Regions from separate parts of the Mus musculus genome. Here region 1 is linked to region 2. Evidence: chromatin contacts called from public HiChIP or PLAC-seq data. All regions are on one chromosome and are shown on one strand. Each heading gives the region's core, a stretch centred on a gene start, on an enhancer-like site or on the middle of the called end of the contact. The rest is flanking DNA. Distances are from core to core; before and after follow the strand shown. Region 1 holds the start of Tagap (T cell activation Rho GTPase activating protein). Region 2 overlaps Gm1604a (predicted gene 1604A).

Evidence for each region. HiChIP or PLAC-seq counts read pairs in DNA pulled down with a chosen protein or histone mark.
Region 1: a contact with region 2 is called in an H3K27ac HiChIP or PLAC-seq map of CD8 T cells, with 10 times the contacts expected there. The contact joins the promoter of Tagap here to the enhancer-like site in region 2. A contact is called at or near these places in 5 of 39 promoter capture datasets (the 3T3-L1 cell line, the C10 cell line, cranial neural crest and 2 more), 1 of 15 datasets of contacts at CTCF or cohesin (CD8 T cells), 5 of 484 Hi-C or Micro-C datasets (the HPC-7 cell line, bone marrow-derived macrophages and uterus), 7 of 115 datasets of contacts at active chromatin or transcription factors (the 230-238 cell line, CD8 T cells, the HPC-7 cell line and 2 more) and 2 of 9 other capture datasets (adipose tissue and liver).

What each region holds. Positions count from the first base shown.
Region 1 is chr17:7,923,529-7,927,996 of GRCm38.p6, forward strand. It overlaps Tagap (T cell activation Rho GTPase activating protein), which reads left to right and starts at 2,472. Exons shown (of 10, transcript NM_145968.2): 1 at 2,472-2,580; 2 at 3,328-3,408; 3 at 3,498-3,551; 4 at 3,839-3,905. The coding sequence starts at 3,382. All of the region lies in intron 4 of Gm1604a (predicted gene 1604A), which reads right to left.
Region 2 is chr17:7,889,461-7,894,663 of GRCm38.p6, forward strand. The region is part of intron 4 of Gm1604a (predicted gene 1604A); the gene reads right to left. Among named protein-coding and RNA genes, the nearest start is that of Tagap, 34 kb to the right of the region's middle. Within about 2 kb of position 3,466, at least 24 of the 459 cell types and tissues checked have an H3K27ac peak or open chromatin away from gene starts, as enhancers often do. A contact at or near this core is called in CD8 T cells, where this site is marked.

The DNA.
Region 1 (4,468 bases), core at 1,222-3,721, 33 kb after region 2:
CTCTCCAGTGCCACAGCTGGACCATCTGCCATCTCTAACATCATCTAACAGTCCCACAAACTTGTCTGTTAATTAGGTGTGGACTGTTGGACTCCCCAGGGCTGCTGATACTGCTGAACGTCTTTCCGATGGGTTCTGTTATCAACAGTGGGGTTCTATAAAAGCCAACATTCTTCTGCTTTACAAATGTGAGGTCCCAGGTTACACTTTTCTGTTGCCATGGTTACTGCTGGATGGGGGGGCAGGGGAAACTAGTAACTCAACAACTCTGTCAGTTACTAAAAGCTGGACATGGATGGTCTGTGGAGAGTTATAGACACAAACTCTCAATGTCAATGTAGGGTCTGAAGAATGGCTCCATGGCCTCACAAGCGTGAGGAGCTGCGTTGGGATCCCTGATACCCACGGGAAAGCCAGCAAGGCAGTAGGCGCCTATAACCCTAGCCATGGGCAGGGAATGGACAGGGGCGTCACTGGATAATTAATCTAGACAAATTGGTAGACACTCTAAGTCCAGTAAAGAGACCCTGTCTCAAAAGTAAGATAAAACACAGGAAGACATTTAACTGTGGCCTCCATAAGCATGCCTGCACAGAACCCTGGCATTGCATACCATACACATACATGTCACACACACACACACAGCACATATATACACACACAAATCTGTTGCTGTAGCTGTTTCTGTGGGTCACCACATCATTGACGGTACGAAATGCGTTTTATTTATTACTAACAAAAGTGATAATAATTCTGAAGTTTCAGGACTGTGCCCTAAATCTGCGTCTCTGCTAGCTAAGTGTCCCTCATGCGGGCCCCTGACCTGACAAAGCGGGTATAGACAAATGAACCACTTGAAGTTACCCTGAGGGAAAGCATAGACTGCTTTGGCGCTCGGGATTAGAAGGCCCAGCTGAGTGACTTGAGCAGCTATGGCCAGAGGAGCTCTAGTTGTCTGGCCTGTGACACAGGAAGGCCCACTTCAGCTAAGAGTGCTGATAACTATGTGCAGTGAGGCTCTTGAAATACAAGTATGTGGCATATATAAAGGTGTTAGGTATGACTTAGCGGGCTCACATTTTAACCTCGGTATTCAGAGTTCATGGTAACGCCAAGAATGAGGGCTGGTGTCCCCAAGGCCAGTGTTTACACCGAGGCACGGGAACCTTCCATCTCAAGAAAAGTTTGAGCTGTTTTTTTGGGGGATGCTGCAGATGCTCAGGCTAAGAGTTCTATAACTCAGAAGACGGCTCAGAATTAAGATGAAAAACCTTGTAAAGTGGGCTCCATTTTCACATCATCGAGAGAGCCTTCTGTCTGGTGAGGAGAGAAGGCTTTCTCCAAAGTAGCAGTGTCCTTGACATTAGAGAAGCCCAACACCAATCCTGGATTGGGGTGCAGCTCAGAGGCAGAGTGTGTTCTGAGGGGCAGGTTTTAATCTCCAGCTCCAAAAACATAACGTCTTAGACAATTCTGTGGAATACTACAGAGCCAAACATCAAATTATCCGTGGAATGTTCAAAGCCATAGCTCTGAGGTGGGATGCCAATACACACACACACACACGCACACGCACACGCACATGTACACACACACACACACACACACACACACACACGACCTGATTTGATCTCGAAGGAAGAAGAGGAGGTGACACAACAGAAGATGCCAGATTGGAGGGCAGTTTTACATGCAATATAATTTGCAGCATCTGCATTTCAAACCGTTGTGTTCTTCTAGATTTTCCAAAGATGCTACCATGTTGACAAACATGTGACGCTTTTTGTTCCCTTTACAAAGTTGTTGATCCTAAAATGAACACATCTGTACCCATCTGACTGACTCCGTACTTCACAATAAACTTAGGGCAGTGGTTCTCTACATGAGAAATAAATGAATTTCTCAATGGGCAATTCCCCTAGTTCCAAAGAAACTGGTGTAGCTTTCGAGGGTAATTTTCAAAGAGGGGAAGTCATCCCTCCATCTCCGTCCTGGTTTTATAGCAACACCCTGCACCTAGATGTGCCAATTGATATCTAGTCCTGGATGGAGAGGATGGTGGGTGACCGGGAACAGCACCCAAACAGGACACCCAGAGCAGGGAGGGGCCAGCAGGAACAACTAGAAAGGAAAGTGATGTTTACACACAGAATAATAAAATTTCTCATCCTGCACACACCACCTTTGACATCAACCAGAGCCACTGCCTATGTTCAATATGTCATGGTTTCCACTCCTAGTAGTTTGTAGACATTTTTACTTTGAAATGGGGGGGGTGGGAATTAGGGGGGTTAGGCTTGGAAAGAACCGGCGCTGCCCTAAAAGGAATGAGGAAGTGAGAGCAGAGCAGTCTCTGGCTGGCTTTGGCTGTGTAACAACCCATGATGTTCCTTCCGGCCCCAGTAATATTCTGAGTTTCCACCTGCCCGCCCCCGCCACATATAACACTCAGCACACGAGGCTGAGGGCCCAGTGCCTTGTCTCTGTGGGTGGACTCCTAGGGTCAGAGTGTCATGTTGTGTCTCCCGTTTTCCACAGTTCGCCAGAGGTAAAAAGAGCTCTGGCTGAAGACCGTTGCTGGTAAGTACTGTAGATTAACAGGACAAAACATAAACTGCCTTGTGGGTCGAGGGTCTTGGGTCCCTGAAGTGTCAGGGGCCAGTGCCACTAAAAACAGCTCTATTGAGAAACATGTGTCAGCCTTAGAAGGACTCTGAATGGAGAATGCTAGGGGCTGTGTGTCAGCTGCCAGCTTGGGGGCTTAGGGATTCTGTAAATGTTATCTTTTGTTTCTGTACACTGTATATATTGTCCTGGAGGTAAATTTCTGTCTTACTTGGGTTTCATGAGAGTGCAGAGCTTTTAATATAGTATGTGCGAGCACTCAGAAAAGCAAGTCTTGGTTGTTGTAATGTGTACTCAGGCTCTCCTGATGGGAACTTAGTAACTCGTAACAAAGTTTGGGAGTAGTAAAGGCGTGTGGCTTAAAGAATTTAGGATTAAGTTTCTCAGAGGCTGTTCTTAATCATAGGTGACATTTAGGAAGAAAGACTGATGTTATCTTGCTTCATGGAGTCGTAGGAATTTTTATTTCATTTGGATAGAATAAGACACAATGAAAACTTGGATGAGATTCTCAACGATGCTTCTTAGTGGGAGCCCAGTTTTAGGTGAACACTTTTCTATCCAGTAGCTTTAAGCTCTGGGTCCTTTTTTGTTTTGTTTTGTTTTGTTTTTTGTTTTTTCAAACTGACTTTGAAATTTGAATTTGACTGGACTAGTTATTCTATTTTCTAACTCTTTTCATTTATGATTTGTTGTACACAGGATCAAAGCCTCGAGGTAGTGGACCCCCCTCTTGGACTGTCAGTCTCCATTCCAATGAAGCTGATAAGCAGTCTCGATGGTGTACGTAAGTCCTTTGCACCTACTCATTCATCTTGTCCACAGACAGGGGCTGAAGGACCTTCGCTGATGTTCTTTTTCCTCTCTTTTAGTCAAAAACACTTAATGCTAACAACATGGAGACATTAATTGAATGTCAGTCAGAGGTAAGAAAGTAATGTTTTAAACTTTTTATTTGCACTGTAATTAGATAAAAGACATTCTTTTGTTACTCATTTGGGTTATTTAATTATTGGTGTGAGATGAATATCAGATTATAAACTAAACACGTCTATTGAGATCTTCCAAAATAATGTTGATCTGAGAAGATAAAATACAGAATCAATGCATTTGACTTAATTTTCAAGATGAATAAAAGGCCGTATGTGCATTTTATGGAGAAAGATGGGATGTCTTTGGGTGTCACTATTTTAACTGAAATGCATGTTTTCAGGGTGATATCAAAGTGCCTCCCCTGCTGACATCATGTGAGAGTGAAGACAGCATTTGCCAGCTAACTGGTGAGTTTGAAAACATACTGATCTCTCCTGTGCGCCTAACTAGTGCTCTGTTTGCCAAACCACAGGGCTTTTACTTTACTGAGATTTGGTTTTCTAAGTGTTCTGAGAGAGCGCAGAACATTAACCCTTGACTAAGACAGCCAGAGCTGTAGGAGGGGAGATTCTGTCCGTGGCCAGTGCCCAGGGACACACGGGGTTTCCAAGCGGGCTGCCAAGTCTTAGAACTTGTAAGCTTTGAGGATGGAAGCGTGCACACATTGGAGAAACACATTGCCCTGCCCACCGCTTGCTTCCTTCTCCAGTGGAGACCAAACCTAAGCGCCCGTGAGGCAATTGTTGCTGATCTACAACATCAAAGAATCAGGCATCCTTTCTTACCATCTTTCATAACACATTTCATTACGATATGCATCAGATCTGACCACCCCTCCCAAAGTATCAGGATGGGCCTCTCATTCTTATCTCTCTTCCTCTTGCTGGTACAAAATAGGTAAATGGTCGGGTACTTGGTAAAGTGCCAAGCCTTCGTGGCAACCTGCTTGGAGAACCAAGCTTCTGAAATA
Region 2 (5,203 bases), core at 2,216-4,715:
AGGCTGAGATTCTTTAAGACAGTTCCTCATGTTGCTGTGACCCACCACCACCACCATAAAATTATTCTGGTTGCTACCTCATAACTATAATTTTGATACTGCTATAAATCATAAGTAAAACTCTGATATGCAGGATATCTGATATGTGAAAGGGTCATTCGACCCCCCAAAGAGTGTGTGCCCCGTAGGTTGAGAACAACTGCTTTAAAACATTAATATTACTATCCTGTTTTAAAGGGGTTCAAGATATGCTCCAGTAGCTACAGACTTAAGGAAGTCTTTAAAAAAAGTTAAAAAAAATTTATGAAGCTTATTATGAAAAAATTGCAAATAAATTAAAAATTATATACAAAAAGTAGTCAAATCCAGTCTATAATTCAAGGGACTTCTATACACTTAGAATAGGCATTTAGAATGGAATCTGTGGAGTTTCACAGTAAATTTTACGTTTTCAGTTTCAAATAAATTTTATGCACTTATCCAGATACCATCAAAAACAATAAGAATGTGTGGCAGAATTAAAACTAGAAAAGCAAGTGGCTTAATCCCCACTTTTATAGCTCAGGTCCATTCCCTGCATGCAGTAATCCCAAAGCCTTTTTCTTCTCTTTCCTTCATGTTACACCACACACACGTGTACACCTGTTTACACATATGCATATATTATTGGTTAGATCCCAAGAAGGGCTCTCCAACAGGCCCGAGCATGGCAAACATGGACCAGCAGGTTTTGTCCTTTCTCCCTCCCTCTCCTAAAGCCAGCCCCCAAGTTCTATCACTCCCTTATTTGACCACTGGCTCATTCCTGAGATGAAAACACTGAGGTCCAGCGATCAAACTTCATTATTTGGCTCCACTGGCTAACCTCTCCAGTCAGGACTCAACTTAGCACAGACTTCCCATTTTCTCCTTAAAACTCGCCCCTGCAGAAACACCTGCTGTGTGCTTTTGTCTGATCTAGAGGGTCCAGAGGCAGCCCAGCCCCCTCCCCATTCCACCCTACCCCACCTCACCACTGCATCCCTGATTGTCTCTTTGGGGTAACAAATCTCCTTTGTGCTGAGGATTTGGTATCTGGGTGAGTTTTGTACTGACCATGAGGGGCCCCCTTACACTCCATATATGAGCGAGAACACATGGTGTTCTTCTTTCTGAGAGAGCGCTTAATGTTGTACACTCTAAGACCATCCATTTTCTGCAGATTTTTTAACTTCATTTTTCTTTACAGCTGAATAGTATTCATATATAGATAATATAAATTTTATATTTTATATACTATATGGCAAATTCTCATTATCCATTTGTCTGTTGATGGACAGCTAGGACGATTCCATTCTTTGTAATAGTGAAGAAAGCACCCATAAACAGGGAGATACAGGTATCTCCAGGATGAGTGTGGGAGTCTCTGAATATGTGCTCCGAGGTTTTTTTAAGTCTCCAAACTGATGTCACAATAGTCTTTCTTTCTCCAACGTAGTTGTCAGATTTCTTGGTGGTAGCTTTTCTAATTGGGGTGAGATGGTATCTCAAAGTTATTTTAATTTGCTTTTCCCTAGAGCTAGGAATATCAAACTCTCTCTCTCTCTCTGTCTCTCTCTCTGTCTCTCTGTCTCTCTCTGTCTCTGTCTCCCCTTTCTTTTCTTTTTTCTTTTTTTTGAGAGACATCTATTTGGTTACTTGGTTTGTTTTTCTCTTGTTGGTTGGCAGGTTGGTATTTAACTTCTGCAATTCTTTGCAGATTCTGCCTTGTGTCTGAAGTGGGGCTGGTAAAGCTTTCTCCCATTCTCTGGCTGGCTGTTAACTCTGAGTGCATCCTTTGCTGAACAAAAAGTAGCTATAGCTTGGCTGTTTTAATTAAGCCAAGGCCTTGAAATTGCTCTTTACTGTACAGAACTGTTGACTGTTTGTCAGTAGACTAACCTTGCTCATTCACCTTCAAACCTCTTCTGGACATGAACTTTGCAGGGCGCCATATCTTGAACACAGCTCCAGTCCCCCAATGGCTGTGCTGACAGTACAGTTTGCCTGCCAGACAGCATTCCATCTCACACAAGCAGAAGGCACAAACTACTTTCCCAAAGCAATAAACTGAGACTGTAAATCCCATCGCTCCACATGAGGTGGGTGTGGAGGCAGGCGGGAAAGGATAGATGCGTGTATCAGGAGGCTTTTCATAAAGTGAACCTGGACCATGTGCTATGCCAGCCCCAACTAGTTGCCTGCTGCGGTCTGGTTTCTGTAAATAAGTTATTATTGAAAAGAGTCACACACATCCATTTGTTTACACATAGCCTGTGGTTGAGTTGTATGGCTTCACAATGCCAAAAAAACATTCACTGTATGGTCCTTTACATAGTGTTGCTGGCTCCTAATTTTAGAAAGCTCCAGAGAATGGACTACACAGACACACAGTCTGAGCAAAGAGGAGTGCTCCTGTTCTGTATGGCGGTGCATGCGCAGATGAACCCTTTGTTTATGCCTACATAAAACAGTAACCAATCTAAAAGGTTCAAATCCCCCCCAATCCAGGAAACTCTGAACCCTACCCAGTATAAAATTTATATGAGTTGCTCTGTGATCATTAAAAGTATTCAGGTAACAAACGGCCTTAACTATGAAGAAGGCAAACAAAGACTTGGGCTTCTGATTCTGGGCTTTGATTTATGACTGTTTAGAGCAGTGGCTCTCAACCTTCCTAAGTCTGTTCTTCATGTTCTTCATGTTGTGGTGACCCCAACCATAAAATTATTTTGCTGCTACTTCATAAGTATAATTTTTCTACTGTTAGGTATTATAATGCAAATATCTGATAGGATGTTGTGGTTGCGACCCCCTAGGTTAAGAACCACTGGTTTAGAGTGGTCCACTCTCATCGATGAAATGCAACTGATTTTCCCATAAGAACATCTAAAGAGAAAAGCTGGGATTCAGTATGGCCCATGTAAAGGCTCCTTTCAAACTATGACATGGTGAACAGATATTGGTTCTTGGGGAGCAGAGGGCTGTGGTTGAAACTGCACATTCACATTGCGATGTTTAATAAAGGGGCTTACAGGAAGGCAGGGGAGATTCTGTGAGGGCTCATAAATCAACACATTTCAGAATTTAAACAGGGGCATGTTCACCAAAACAACCAAAGTCAAAGGGACTTAAGGCTCAGGATGAAATGGTTAGAAAAGTGGAGGGGGTGGCGGGACACAGATTATGAAAAAGGAGCCAGCAGTGGACAAAGGAGAGGCCAGTGTTTTCAGGCTGAGACGGGAGCAGAGCAGAGCGGTGGCTCCTCCCTGTCACATGTTGTCAGCACATGCCATTTCATTCCTCTGGAACTTTCTCTCACCACCCCAGCCCGCCATTGTCCCTGTGAGCCTTCAGGTTCTGGCTCAGTTGACACCTTTGCAGAGAGCCCTTCACTGCCACCAAATCTAACATCCTGTCCAATGCGTGGGTAGCAGGAAGAGGTCACACGAGCTACTGGAGGCGTTGGTTCCCTGCATCACTGGCTCCTTGCCACCTACACACTCCTTCTGCCCAGGCCAGAGCCGCTTTCACTTTTTATTCATGAATACGTCTGTGGGTGATGAAGAATTCAAACATCCATGGATTTAAATGTACACAGTCTGGATCCATATCTCCCTCTCCTGAGGAGAGTTGTTTAGGAAGCTGGGATGAGAGCAGACACATAATGACCTATCATGTGCCACCACCTGGCATGACGCCCCACACGTAGTAGGTGTTCATCAAATGCTGACTGAAGAAAGGAAGGTGGACCAATCTTAGCAAACTTTGCAGTGCTTTGGGGACTTTCTGGGGGATCCTGCTACTGCTGTTGGGGTTTTGTTGGCCAACTCCCAGGAGCGACATTCTCAAAAGTCTGTGGCTAGTAAGAGGATTAGACCAGGAGCCCGACACTCTGTTCCCTACAGTGTGACTACTTAACTATTGTGTTGTGTGGCCTGGCACACGGTCCTGTGCCAATACTGTAAATAGAGATTTTTCTGTCTTCAAATAAGTTTGAGCCCTCCAAAGCGTTAACACTGTCCACACAGATTAATCCCAATTGTTAATATGAACTTTTCTTTTGTCAGACCCGAAATGCTGGAATCATTTTCTTCATTGGATACATTTATTTCTTGGTTAAAAACAAAGCAAAACAAAACAAAACAAAACAACAAAACACCTTCCACCCATTGGTATGAATTACGCTGTTCCACACCAAACAATAAAAGCCAAAGTGGCTGTTCAGTAAATTATGAGGAGTTTCTGGAGAACACAGAAATGGAACCCCACCAAAGCCTCTCTTGGCAAACAAGCCCTTGACCATGGGCTTGGTTTCTTTGCTTCTTGCTTTCTCGTTGATGGCTTTGTCACCTCTCAATCCTGGCTACGGGGCCTGGCTCGCCAGGCTTCATTCCTGTTCCTCAGCTATGCTTTCAGGAAAAGACGTTTTGTCCCCTGCTTAACTCAGGTTGGATGTGGTTCATCTAAAGATAATTACACACAAGCACATACACATACATACACATCACACATACACACATGTCACATGCACACACAAAACCACACACATATACTTACACACACTCACACATACACACATACACACAAACACACACACACACTGTAATGGGTCAGAAATCAATATGTGACTCCATTCTGACCAATGAAATGCCAGGAAAAGGTCTCTATTAAATGTGATTGTGTGTGTGTGTTTCTGTCTGTCTGTCTGTCTGTCTGTCATCCTTTAGCCCCTCCCACTCCTGTGAGTCTTCAGGACAGTAGAAGAGGGCATGAGCATCATGGGAGCCACGTGCCACATGAGGTCCAGAAACCACAAGATGAGCAGGAAGAGTCACTGCCAGCTGTGGGAAGCCCTGGCATTTTTGACCTGTCTTTTCACTACCAGGCCATTGCTTTTGTGGTCCAGCCCCACCCAGGTCTGCTCATCATCTCTCATAGACTTTCTACTCTCCATACAGAACTTCAGGTCTCATGTTGTCTTCGTTTCTCCGAAGTCAGGCTGGAAAACATGATGTTGAGGATTATGAATGAAAACTAAATAAGAATTGTTTGAATACCAATAAACTGCATGGATTTCTCTATTTGTTAACTGGAATAAACAGAAACAGAAGATTGCTTAAAATCAGGATGTAATAGACAAAATCAGGCATAACAGACAATCATATGAACACCTGGAGAGGTG